2 separate regions of the Rattus norvegicus genome follow, and region 1 is linked to region 2. The links are chromatin contacts, called in public Hi-C maps. All regions are on one chromosome and are shown on one strand. Each heading gives the region's core, a stretch centred on a gene start, on an enhancer-like site or on the middle of the called end of the contact. The rest is flanking DNA. Distances are from core to core; before and after follow the strand shown. Region 1 overlaps Efcab2 (EF-hand calcium binding domain 2). Region 2 overlaps Efcab2 (EF-hand calcium binding domain 2).

Evidence for each region. A called contact is a pair of places that touch in the nucleus more often than the background predicts.
Region 1: a Hi-C map of Schwann cells shows a contact between it and region 2, with 1.9 times the contacts expected there. The contact joins two enhancer-like sites. A contact is called at or near these places in 5 of 12 Hi-C or Micro-C datasets (the A7r5 cell line, Schwann cells, frontal cortex and 2 more).

What each region holds. Positions count from the first base shown.
Region 1 is chr13:92,733,864-92,741,097 of GRCr8, forward strand. All of the region lies in intron 2 of Efcab2 (EF-hand calcium binding domain 2), which reads left to right. Among named protein-coding and RNA genes, the nearest start is that of Efcab2, 53 kb to the left of the region's middle. Within about 2 kb of position 4,433, at least 4 of the 93 cell types and tissues checked have an H3K27ac peak or open chromatin away from gene starts, as enhancers often do. A contact at or near this core is called in Schwann cells, where this site is marked.
Region 2 is chr13:92,688,502-92,695,169 of GRCr8, forward strand. The region is part of intron 1 of Efcab2 (EF-hand calcium binding domain 2); the gene reads left to right. Among named protein-coding and RNA genes, the nearest start is that of Efcab2, 7.6 kb to the left of the region's middle. Within about 2 kb of position 3,375, at least 9 of the 93 cell types and tissues checked have an H3K27ac peak or open chromatin away from gene starts, as enhancers often do. A contact at or near this core is called in Schwann cells, where this site is marked.

The sequences.
Region 1 (7,234 bases), core at 3,183-5,682, 46 kb after region 2:
ACCCCCTGTCTTTGTGCTCTCTCTCTCTCTTTTAAGAAAGAAAAAAAAAAGCCACAAAACAGAGTCTCATTTGTGTTAGCCACTACTGAGTATGGTCAATACTGGTTGATATGGTGTTTACTGGGTCTATCAGCATGTTCCATTGAAGAAAACTGACTTTCCCGCACCTAGAGGCTATCCTTTCTGAGTAGCTTCTTTGCTAAGAATGGCCCCTTGTGCCCACTTTCCCTCTTTGCGTTGGGATTTTTGTCAGGTTCGAGCTGTCCAAGTCTTGGAAATATCGTCAGTTTCTGTGAGTTCCCATGTGCATCTTTCCTATGTGTCTGAAAAATGCTATTTTTAAAACATTGTCCACACACCTCTTATGTTACTCTTTAGCCCCCACCCTTCTTTCTGCATGGATCCCTGAGCCTTGACAGAAGGGTGAGATAAAGATCCCATTTAAGACCGAGTTTCTCCAAAGTTTCTCACTCTCTGCATGTAGTCTTACTGTCTGTCTGTCTCTGCATTCATTACCATCTACTGCCAGACGCTACTGAGGGTGAGCAGTAGTTCACTGATCTGTGGTATAGTGGTCTGCATGGAAATGATTCCACACACTCATAAGGAGTGGCACTCTTGGGAGGTGTGACCTTGCTAGAGTAGGCGTGGCCCAGTTGGAGGAAGTGTGTGCCAAGCCAGGTCCAGTGGCATTCTTTCTTTCTGCTGTCTGCTAATCGAGGTATAGAACTCTCAACTGGTGCCTCTCCAGCGCCATGTCTGCCTGCATGCTACCACAGTGGGAATCAATTAAACCTCTAAGTATAAGCCAGCCTCAATTCAATGTTTTCCTTTATAAAAGTTGCTGTGGTCATGGTGTCTCTTCACAGCAATAGAATCCTAAGACATATGGATATGTAAATATATAATTTTCTTCCTATCACCATTTAGCAAAATAATAGAGGTAGGTTTTCCAGAGGGCCCATGACTTGAGTGGGTCTTAAACCTTCCCCTTCCCTCAAAAAGTGGTGGGTTAATCCCATAGCATCCATGCCACTGTTGACTCCCATAGCATCCATGCCACTGTTGAATCCCATAGCATCCATGCCACTGTTGACTCCCATAGCATCCATGCCACTGTTGAATCCCATAGCATCCATGCCACTGTGGACTCAGCTAGCATATCTTGTAGGCAGGTCACCACTAAAGCTCACAGGGCTTGTAACTGGGTGAGACAGCGTTCGATGACATCTCTCTTCTGGTACTGTGCCTGAGAGTCTTCTAGCACTATGAACTGTAGCCAATAGAGTCAATCTTCCAGTTGAGTACCACTTAGATTTCTCCATTTTCTATGACGTAAGTATGTGGTATCTTTAGAAATAACATTTTACCATCAAGTTGGAAATAGTCTGTAGGGCTTGGGGAGCCTGTAGGACCCCTTTGGCTAGTGACTCAGAAAGATGGAACCCATTCTTGCCACTGAAAGTTTATTTGGTGACATAATATCTACTTGTGGTATTGTCTCCCCATGATACAGTGACTCTATTTAAATTCTTTTATAAATATATATATTTTAGGAAGCTTCTACAGTAGTATATTTTCTAATAGCTTTTCAAAGGGTATTTATTATGTTAGTTGTTCACACCCATATTCCCACCTCTACTCTGTCCTCCCTTCCCCCACCCCATGCAATCCCCTTTATCCATTTATAGCACTATATTCTGTTTCCCTTCCTTGGAAGACCCTTCCACTCTGGCTTTCTTATCTCATAATTTTGTTTAATTTTCTACTCCCAACTCATTTCTTTTTATTACTTCTGAACTCTGTCCGTGTTGTTGACATTTCTGTTTGGTGTCTCCTGTTCGTTTTTGAGATAGGGTCTCATGTAGTCTAGGCTGGCTTTGAACTTGCTGTGTAGGAGAGGGCTTGCTCTCCTGTGATTCTCTTGCCTCTGTTTCCCAAATGCAGCGTGGATTGCAAGTGTGTCTGCTGTTTTCATCTCTTTTGGTGGTTTTCTACATTTCCCTTTCAATTTTCTTTCTTCCTAAGCCTCCTTCTCTTTCAGTGCAAAGGCCTGGCCCTTTTCTATCCTGTGTTCTCTTTTCTTTGTTTCCCATCACTGGGAGCATCACTGCTCCTAGGGCTGCAGCATCAGCAGCCTGATTTCCTCACAACAGCCAGCATCCTGGCCCATCTAGAAGCCAGCCATCTGGAGCTCTGTGGTGCCCACCTGGCCCCTTCTGCTGTGTTCCCATGTTGCTGGCACCAGTGCTGTGTGAGAGTAGCTTGGAGGATCGCTGAGTCTCTATGTATCCAGCCGCGTGTTTCCTTTAGGCTGTGGGAAACAAGTGAGGCTCTGAGTCATCAGGGTACCTGCTGATTGTCTTTTCTTCCCACCTCACAGACTTGGACTTTCCATCCCTGCTGGTGTTCAGATTTGAACCCAGAGCCTCACACATGGAGAGCTCTTGAAATAGACTCATTTCATTTCATTACTATCTAAATCCTGGCATTTAAATGCCACCTTGCTGTCCCTTCCTCACTTTCCCTTCTCTCTTCTATCAGCTGACCTCTGCATTGCCTTCATTGAATTGCCACTGAGTAACTCTGAGTGAGCTGCATTGTCTGGCCATATGTCCGTCTGCCATTTATCAGGGCATGCCGCTCATCTTCAGAGAGCCAGACACTTCTGCTTCTCGAGGCACAAGCCCAGTGCTCAACCAGTACAAACCTGGCTCTTACCATAGCAGAGGCAGTAGTTCCCATCGCTGCCTTCATAGAGGAAGAAAAGGGACTCCATTCTTTCCATACACTTTTCCCCTATCTTCAAGGAGTAATAGACTCATGTCCAGCCCCGTTTCCACTTTCACTTGACAGAACACTGTTGTAGATCTATCCAGAGCTTCCGAATTTTCAAGTGCAGTGAGCGTAGACCAAAGCTAGTGTTTTGCAAAGTCTGGTTCCATCCCATGGTTTCTTACAGGTTTTATAGTTTGAGCAACAATGTGGAGCTTCCTGCTTGCATGGACCTTGTGAGGGTTGTCTCTGGGTCTTATGACCATGAAAGGATGTTTCCATTGTAGTTTAAGTGTGTTTACAGAAGCAGATGTTGTGGGTAGCCATTGGGACATTCCTTCTTTAGCAAACACGGTCAACTATTTCTACAGATAGCTTTGTAAGCATTTGCTTTTTCAAGATAAGAGGACAGGATTCAACTGAGATGAGCAGGAGTGAAGTAAAATTTAACCCAGCCTGTCTCTTCTTCCTCCTGTAGCCCCCAGCTAGCACAGTGCAAGGCTACAGTTAGCTTGTGCTAACTAAATGATTAACATATATTCTCCATCTGAGTTGAACAGCATTTAAAACCAGCCTTCAAGTGGCAGACATTCCTTCTTCCTCCCCTCATCTTGTCCCCGTTCCTTCTCTGGGGCTTTGAGATTCTGAACCAGTCAGGGCTTGATTTGCTAGTTGTGAATCCTTGGGCTGCCTTGGCTCTTGCGTACCCTTTTCTTTTCCTAGGAAGTTTCTCGTGGAACTGTGAGCCAATACTTAAGTGAGGTGGTTGCCATGTTACCTGTGAGCTGAAATAATTTAGGTAATTATTTGATAATTCATACTACAGTTGCCTCTCCATTTCTCACCTTTTTCCTAGAGAGATTGGGACGATTATCAGGTCGTTAGGATGCAGCCCCACTGAAGGAGAACTGCACGATTTCATTGCTGAGGTGGGTACGCGGTGGAGGAGGTGTCACTCAGCTGCCCCCAGAACTGGTAATGAAAGAAACTTACCTCACACTGGAAATTCCCTAAATTACTGAGGGTGCTGTTTGAGAACAAGCCAATGGGACCTGAAAGCATTTTGATCAAGTCCCGAAGGCAACTGTTGATAGTTTTTAAGTTGGTTGAAGGTAAGCCAGTGAAGACTGACCAATAACAGATGTATTTAATAATAGTGTTGGTTCACAGGGTGTGCAGACAGACTATAGTTCTTATTTATTTCAGGAAATAAAACTAAGCTTCAGAACAAATAATAATAATAATAATAATAATAATAATAATAATAAAAATAATAAATAATGATAATAATAATGATAATAATAAATGGACTAAAGAATAGACCTAAATAGAAAAAAATGGAGTCACCCATGATAAAGTTAAATATTGCCAAACATAAATTTTCCAGGAAAGCCAGTTTTAATGGATATGATAATAAGGTCCTTCCATTTTAACTGGTTAATAAGAACATTAACCAGTCTAAAATTATAAAAATATTATTCATAATAATAACAACAAATTAACATTTTAGTTAAGAGATCTTGATTGGCTTTCTTTGTGGTTGTAGATTAATTGAAATGGGTAAGCATTTCTGACCAGAGGAGACTGAGGTTCTGCCCTCCTTACCCTAGGGAACAAAGATCTGATTGATGGAGTCGCTTTCCTTACAAGGCAGGGAAGAGAGGCTGAACAATAGGAGAATCACTGACAAGTTAACATCAAGTTTCTCCAGGCAAGTTCCCCTCCCCTCCCCCAAAAGATTAAAACAGAAGGATTTTGTTGTTGTGCCCATTGAAACTGGCTTTCCTGGGGAATTCTGTTTGGCTGTGCTTAACTTGATTATGGGTGACTATTTTTTTCTTTTTGAGTCTATTCTTTGGGACCTAGTGTAGGAGCTTAATCCAAAACAAAAGACTCTTGTAATCATTTCCAGTGTGAGCTGAGGCTAGGAGAAGGGAAGCATGGGTGAACAGTTTGTACCCAGGGAGCTTCATACTCCATTTTGCTTTCAGAAGGATTTCTGATTGAACATTAAGTGAAAGTCAAAGAGAAATCTTCAGGGAAAAAAAATCGGCCTGGACCACCAGCTGGAGAAACACCTAACAGAGTTGCTTTTCTTTGCTGGGGGGAGTGGGAGGCGTTTGGAGTATTAACAAGGCATGAGAAAGAAAGGCAAAAAAGTAGAACTTGTCCTGTCCCCCCTCTCCTCATGCTCGGTAGAGTCCTTGTTTATTGAATGCTGTGTTGAGGAAGGAGGTAGGGATTTAGGTCGATGCAGAGAAGTGTGAGGTGTTGAATCGACGCTGTACGGGAGTTACCCATGAACCATCTGAGGAAATAACGCAGTGCCCCCAGTATGACGGAAAAGATAAGTATATACTCACCAGACTTGTCTGAAATTGTAGGAATGAAAAACTTTTAGCATAATTGAAGTTTAGGGATGTTAAGTTTCTCCAGTGGCTGGAGAGATGGCTCTGCTCTTCCAGAGGTCCTGAGTTCAAATCCCAGCAACCACATGGTGGCTCACAACCATCTATAATGGGATCTGATGCCCTCTTTTGGTGTGTGTGAAGACAGAGCGCATATATATATATATATATATTGCATGTTAAAAGTTTATCCAAAGTTTGTTTACCAAGCTTGGCCTTCAGTTAGACTCTATTTCTTTCTTTCTTTTTTTTTTTTCTTTTCTTTTTTTCGGAGCTGGGGACCGAACCCAGGGCCTTGTGCTTGCTAGGCAAGCGCTCTACCACTGAGCTAAATCCCCAACCCCTAGACTCTATTTCTATAGCAAAAGGAGAAACTGACTTGGAACTGGCCAGTAGACTCATCCCCTATCAAAGAGGATAGTTCTAAGGGGCAGTGGCAAAGGGCCACAACCACCCTGCCATCAGACTCTGTGCTCTTATCAGGAAGACACAGCTCTGCCAGAAGGACAAGATGAGCCTGGGCAGCAGCTATGGGAAAAGAATGACCCTGATGAAAGGAATAGTAAGGCAGAATTCTGGGAATACCTTTGCCGTGTGAATCTCCCATCTGTCCACGTGGCCAGACTTGCATTCTTCTGTCTCTATTTAAATTGTTCAAAGTGGAACCTGGGGCCAGGACCTGAAAGAGGTTTAAGGCCAACAGCCTCTGTGAGCTGCAGAAGCGTTGTAAGGTCTGTGTAAGTTAGTCACATGGTCGGTTCAAAGCCAGATCCTTTTTGAGCATTAGCCGGAGCTGAGTGAGTGCTGTATTAGAAATGCTTTTCCTTTCTGACTCTCCAAGTGTGCAGAGTGATGGGGAAGTAGTTAATTCTAGAACAGGGCAAACCACTTCATTTCTATGACTATCAACCTCTCCATAGTAATGCCCGCCTCAGAGTTTCTCTTAAAGATACGTTATATAATATCTCACAAGCCAGTTTTAAATGGAAAACCACTGTAAACGTCAGTTAGTTTAAACTTAGGCCTGTAGCTCAGATAGCAGCACCTTGGCAACTCTTAGTTGTTTCACGTTGCTGTGACCACAATACCTGGCAGAGAGTGAGGGAGCAAGGACTTGTTTGGTGCATCATTTTAGAGCAGTGGTTCTCACCCTCCCTAATGCTGTGTCTGACCCTTTAATACAGTTCTTCATGTTTTAGTGACTCCCAACCATAAAATTATCTTCATTGCTACTTCATAACTGTACTTTTGCTACTGTTATGAATCATAGTGTAAATATGTTTTTGGAGTGAGAGGTTTACCAAAGGGGTAGCCACCCACAGGTTGAGAACCACTGTTTTAGAGGGTTCCAGTCCACTGTGGCCAAGAAAGCATGGTAGAGCCTCTCAGTTCATGGTGTACCAGAGAAAAACTGGAAGCAGGGGTGGTGGTGACCTTCAAGAGCCACCCCCTAGCCACCTACCAGGCTTCATTCTCTAAAGGTTCCATGGTCTTCCCCAAATAGTGCTACCAGTTGGGTAACAGGAATGAAAACCATGAGCCTGTGGAGAGATTGCAGACACAAGCCATAGTAGTAGTATCAGTTTCTCATTACTATTTTGAAATATCTAGTAAGAAATTCTAGGTTCTAAAAAACATTGTTTTTCTACTTTAGAATTTTAAAAGCTTTTGAATAAAAATGAGGAGAAAGGCCTGTTTTCCCTGTCAATCCACCTAGTCTCTCCCCTCCCCCCAAATTCTTGTTCCAGATGAGTGCTTTAAAACTTTTACTCATAAAGCTGAAACTGGTGCTGGGAAAGGCAGAGAAACACACTGGGAGGAAGATAGGAATTTAATCCCAGCACTCAGGAGGCAGAGACAGGCGTATCTCTGAGTGTGAGGAGATGTGACTTCAGTATGTATTAGGAGTCTGCAAAACCCTACCTAGATCATTAAAGCACCACACACACACACACACACACACACACACACACACACACACACACACACACACACACACACAAACACACACACACAATTAGTCTGTAAAAACGCTGAAAACTTTTATCTGG
Region 2 (6,668 bases), core at 2,125-4,624:
GATGAAATTGTCAATTGGTTGGAGCTTTTAATCCCAATGTTCATGTCTCCTAGAGAATTTTGCACAGTACTAGAAGGCTCTTTTGTTTGTAATTGGAGTTAGGAAGCCAACTGCTTAGGTATAGAATTGTAACTTTTGGCAGATCAGAGAGATTTAGATGGATCCCCTTTCAAATTTATTTTTGTTTGTACTAAATTATCACTTGATATTTTGCACTCTTTGATATCATTACTTGGAAAAATGACTAGTCCAATTATAGAGGAGGTTTTTATATGTTTTGTGTGTTTTTAAAAAATTCTTTGTATGGTACCACTCTGAAACCAAAACATTTAGAAATCTAAATTAAGATGTTGGAGAGCGGGGTTGGGGATTTAGCTCAGTGGTAGAGCGCTTGCCTAGCAAGTGCAAGGCCCTGGGTTCAGTCCCCAGCTCCGAAAAAAAAAGAAAAGGAAAAAAAAAGATGTTGGAGAGCTAGCTTCGTAGGTAAGAGTGCTGACTGCACAAGCAGGAAGACCTGAGTTTGCATCTTACAGCCCATGTAAAAAGCAGGAAGGACATTGCTGCATGTGTGCGTCAAACCTCTACAATAGAGGGGCAGAGACAGGAGGATTCCTGGGCCTAGTTCCAGATTCAGTGAGGAACCCTGCCCTGTCTGAAAAGATTAAGACAGGGTGTGATATGGGAGGACACTAGTGTCTTCTCCTGTCTCTACATGTGCACATAGTTGTATACATATAATAACACACACACACACACACACACACACACACACACACACACACACACACACACGAGAAAGGCAAATTGAAATAGAGGAAATAGAGAAGTTAAAAGTGAATTTTTGGGGCTGGGGATTTAGCTCAGTGGTAGAGCGCTTACCTAGGAAGCGCAAGGCCCTGGGTTCGGTCCCCAGCTCCGAAAAAAAGAACCAAAAAAAAAAAAAAAAAGTGAATTTTTGTGTGTGTACTTTTTTCCTGTTGATTTTATGCTAAAGACTGAGGGATGGTACAATTAGCAAAGGTGAGCTTCGGGGGAGACCTGAATTTGTATGTTATCTTTCCCAAGCCACGGCCATCTGATCTCAGTCTGGGTGCTAAACCTAAGGAGCCTCAGACTCCTCAAATAGAAAGCAAAGGGAATTATACTTGTTTATGTTGTGGCGAGGATACTGTCTTCTCCTTTCTTCTTCCTGAGACAGTAGTCCCACCTGTTCTGGACCAGGCTAGCTTTGAGGACTTCACAGAGCTCTGCTTGCCTGCCTATGCCTTCCTAGTGCTGAGATTAAAGGTGTGCAGCATCACGTCTAGTGGATGGTGCCTTCTTAGTCCTTGTTATGGCTCCAGCACCCATGGTGCCTGGCGTGAAAATGCTGAGAAAGCAGGAAGCACTGCACTTTAGGGCCTGGTTACTTGCATGTGCTTGACATGAAATCTCAGGGCAAGAAAAACAAACCAAAGTCCAGTTGTTGATCATATGTAAAGCATCTGTGCATGTTTCTGAGGCCACTTAATAACCATTCTTTCTGTTTTAGTCAACTAAACAGAGAAGAACAAAACATTTATTTTAAAGGCTTACCCTTCTATACACTTCCAGTCTCTTTTATTTAGACAGGACTTGAAGTTAACCGTGGTTGGCATAGCTAATGGGAGAGGATGGTGGGCCACAGGGTGATTGTCTTCTCACAAACGGTAGATGGCACGTTCTGGGTTCAGTTTTGTCAGCTGTCAGTAATGTCTGTTTCTGTGGATAGCTTTTTTTTTTCTTTTTTTCGGAGCTGGGGACCAAACCCAGGGCCTTGTGCTTGCTAGGCAAGCGCTCTACCACTAAGCTAAATCCCCAACCCCTGTGGATAGCTTTCAGCTGAGATTCCCACATTGCATATGGCTGACTCTCTGGTTTCATTTGATCTAGAGTAGTATTTTTGGGTTTTGTTATATTGTCAACACTGATTGGTTCAGGAAGGGTTTGCATCATAAGGAATTTATAGCTTCCTTATACCTCGATGGTTCTCACCTCTATGTGGAGCCAGCTTCTTATATGGAAGAGAAATGAGAAGCCATAAGATGTGGAATACACTGGTCAGGCAGTCTGTCTGTCTCTCTTGTTCCCTGTCTTCTGAACTGGGTCTTATAGCCTAGGCTGGCCTTGATTTTGATGGGTGGCCAAGGGTGACCTTGATGCTCTCATGATCCTGATTCTGTCCCCTAAGTGCCAATATTTCGTGCACATTCCATGGTACATAATTTTAGTTTATGTAGTCCTGGGGGAAGCCAACCAGGACTTCCTGGACAGTAAGCAGATCCTCTACCAAGACAGCTACATCCTTAGCCCCTCAGTTTCTTGACACACTTCTCTGCATCTATTGGATTACTGCAAAAATCTCTAATTATAACCAATTTACTGGTTTTCATCTGGATATGAATTATTTACCTAAAACTCTTACTTGCATTGTTTAAGAATAGTCAGAACTCCCTAGCGAAGCAAACTAGGCAGTCCTTTTTCTTCTATTTTTTTTCTGGCTACATGGTTAATAGCACATTTCATGCGTGCTTCGTTATGGGGAGTGAATTATTTGCTAGTCTTATAAGCAACTTTCTAGCCTGGGCATGTATGATTTCTTCATCCTGCACTTAGTACATAATACTTGTTCATAGCTCAGAACACGAACTCTACAGTAAAATGTATGAGCTGGGAGCTCCAGTATTCTAACTTCTTCACATGTCAAGAGAGTGTATCAGGACTACTTCATTCAGTCACAGAACATGTAGCAAGAACTTCATGTGTCATTAGAGCTCTATAAATGCCCTTACTGTGTTAGCACTGTGCTCAGTGAGGTCTAAAAAGAGGTTGGCCTTGTCCTTTTTGAGCTTACTTACTGTTGAGAGAACCATTACAGAATTATGTAACTATTTAATTACATATAGGATAAATTATTAAAAAACCTCAAGGCTACAGTAAAGGAACATGGATGTAATTTTTCATTACTTCAGGAGCTTTGAATGTGACATTTCCATCTGCTGAAAAGCAGTTGGCTGAAATTCAAAAATTTGAAGCAAAACAAAAAACAAAACTCATAAAGAAGCCATAAGCCAGACAGGAAACTAACTGGCTTATGAGAGGAGCTAAGCAGGCTTGTGTGGCTGGAAGGGCAGGGGATGGTGAGAGGGGGGACAGGTGTGTAGCAGAGTCAGGGAAGCCCTCCTTGGAAACAGGCCATAGGAGGTAGATCTGGCTTAGATCAGTGGGGAGCCATTGGGGCAGTTAAAGCGGGGACCGTGCAGCTTTTGCCTTAAGAGGTCAGTTATATCCATCTGTTGCTGTGACCTCACGCCTGTCCTCTCAGCTCTTTGGAATACAGAGTTGATGCTGAGGTCAGTGCTCTGTGTGCTGGAACAGCAGTTTGTACCCGTGTAATGGTAGCTTAGTGTCCGTCGGTCAGTCCTCCTCAATCTTCCCCATTCTCTCTGAGAAAGCTTTATTATTTCACACAGTGTAATTCAGGTGTGTGTTTGACGAGACGCACGAAGTATGGGATGAATTTTGCATGTCTAGGGCTCAATATTGGTGAATCTATACATGTTGTATAGATGAATTTATCTTCACCCTTGGACTTTTTATTATATACACGTTTAGAAAACATCTTTTTAAAAGACGTGCTGACAAGTTTTTAGGTCAACTTGACACAGCTAACGTCATTTGGGAAGAGGGAACTTCAATTGAGAAAATGTCTCCACCAGATTGGCCTGTGGTTTTCTGCCTTGATGATGGATGGGGGAGGGCCCAGCTCACTGTGGGCGGGCTCTCCTGGACAGGTGGTGCTGAGCGCCCTAAGAAAGCAGGTGAGGAGCAAGCAGTAAGCAGTGTGCCTCTGTGGCGTCTGCTTCATTCGGCCCCTCCCCCAGGGCCCTGCCTCTCAGTGGACTGTGACCCCTGCTATGTAATCCAAATAAACCCTTTCCTCTCTGAGTTGCTTTGGTTGTGGTCTTTATCACAGCAGCAGAAACCAAAAAAGAACAGGTGCTAACAGAAATTAGCAGAGACTTTAGTCCATCTACATACTTGGAATTGGAGGAGGGGATTTGGAAGAGAGCTAGGGTGAGTTAACACCTCACTAGTATGAGTCAAACCTGTGGTCAGGTCTGAGGTGGAGGCTGCACGGATGTCTACAGAACCACTGACTCCTTGCTGGGTGTTAGCACTGACCTGTTATGGTTTATTGTAGCTGGTCTGTCTTCCTTTTAAATCAGACTGGACTCAGGGCGGCAAGCATGGCAGGCTTGTATTCTACCACGGAACTATATCTCAACCCTCAATAAACATATAAGCTTTCATATAAAAGCTCAGTGTATAAAACGAGATGATGATTGACTTATATTTTTGGTCAGATGTTTGTTAATATATTTTCCTTGAATAAAGTTATTCATAAAAGATGAATCACTAGGAACTTCCTCCTCCACACAGGCAAGAATTGATTCCATGGCTGTTTTTAAACACTGTGTCTGGAATAGATGTTGGCATTACTTGAGTCAAGCAGGACAATAATGTACTTTCCAGTTAATTAATCTTGAGGGCATTTCTCACCTTCTCCCTTGTATACTTTAAACAGTTCTCATGGTAAATGCTTCTCTTGGGACTTATTATCTTGTCTTCATTTCTTCAGGGTAGGGTTTTGAACATCTAGTTAAGTATTTGAACATGTACACAGACACCCCAGTATCAGAGAAATCTCAGCTGCGTTTTTATTTAAAACCCCCTTGTATCCTTTGGTGATGACTTCTGTTTGGTGAGGACTGCTTGCCCGTTCATTTCTTCCTTTGAAATTAAGCTTAGTTCTCCCTCCCCTGGTTTAACTTTAACCTCCCCTGGTTAGAATGCACTCTTTTAGTCTTCTTAGCTTTCTGATTGCCAAAAATTAAAATATTTCTATTCCTCAGCACTTATGAGGCCAAGTGTATGATTTTTCTATACCAAACAGCTCTCTAGTTCCTTGTGGACACCGGTGGGTGTCCTGACACTGCTGGAGTTGTGCAGACTATACTGGTGAAGTGCTAGCCCACAGCACTGTTCCCTTGGAAATATGCCAGGGGCAGGCGGGGCTACCCAGCCCTTGAGAGAGCTGGCTACAAGTTGGGCCTGCCTGCCATCCCTTTCTGAGGCTGCTGATTTGCTGTAGTCAATTGCAGAGCTGATGGAAACACTGATTATGTTTATAGAAGACACAAACAAAGAAGGCTGCTAAGGCTCTGAGCCCAGGATCTTCAGTCCCTGTACAATTGTGGTGCACTATCTTCTTGGTCAGTCCAGGAGTTGTGCAGAACGCTTTCCTTAGAGGTTTTATGGTGGGTCCATGGTGTAGTGTGGTTGAGTGTGGCTGCTCATGTGTGACTGACCCTCTTCCCCACCCCTCATCTCTCTTTGGAACTGAAGTTTTTAGCAGTTTCTTGTTTGAGTGTTAGACTTTCTGATTATTACTTTAGTCACACTCGCCAATGGCTTGTTTCCTATGGTCAGATTCTATATTAATTATTTAGTGGGCTTAATTTTATTTAATCTTCATAACAGCTCTATGGGATGCTGTTTTACTTTACAGGTGAAGAGTGGCTCAGTTAAAAGACTTGTTTGATTAAATGTATATTTAGTGTTGGAGGAATAGCTCAGTGGCAGAGTGCTTGCCTCCCAAAGCATGGTAGTTTGAATTTGTATTCCCAGTACTTGGGAAACTGAGGCAGAAGGATCCTAAGTTTAAGGCAAGCCTGGACTACACAGAGACTACACAGAGGGATCAGCCTGGCCTACATGGCAAGGCCCTATTTCAGTGAACAGATATATACGTGTGAATATGTAGTTAGTTGTAGAAGGACTTGTTTGGCAGCATCTTACTATTTCCTGTTTATTTATTTTATCATTATTTGGTGGTCAAGTTCTTTCTAAACAGCCTTGGCTAGACTGGAATTTACCGTGTGGCCTGGATTGCCCTCAGAACCACGATCTTCCTACTTTTGACTTCCCAAGTGTTGGGACTACAGGCATGCGCCACTATGCCTGGATGGATTTAATCGTTAAACAGACATCCATAAGGAACTATGTCTTTTTTTCTCCTCCTCTTCCTCCTCTTCCTCCTCCTCTTCCTCCTCTTCTTCTTCCTTCTCCTCCTCCTCTTCCTTCTCCTCCTCCTCTTCTTCCTCTTCCTCTTCTTCCTCCTCCTCCTCTTCCTCTTCCTCTTCTTTTCTTCCTTTTCTCCTCCTCCTCTTCTTCTTCCTTTTCTTCTTCTCCTCTTCCTTTTTCTCTTGAGACAGGGTTTCTCTGTGTAGTTCTGTTTGTCCTGGAACTCACTCTGTAGACCAGGCTGACAGTCTCAGATTTACAGAGCTCCACCTACCTCTGCCTCTCAGTGCTGGGATTAAAGGCGTGTGCCACCATTGCTCAACTCTGTGTTTTTTCTTGACATTCAATACCTTTCAAAATTTCATCTAGTGTTATTCTTTAAAGGAAGGTTTTGCTGAATTTCCTAGTATAGGATGTAAAGACAGCTGTTAAACTGACTTCTTGGAATGATTGAATCATAAAGAAATCAGTTAGATTGCAGAAGACCTTTAACATTTCATGACTGTTTTTACACCGTACTTAAAAAAAAATCCCTTGGAAATAGCTGACAGTGAGCTAAAACT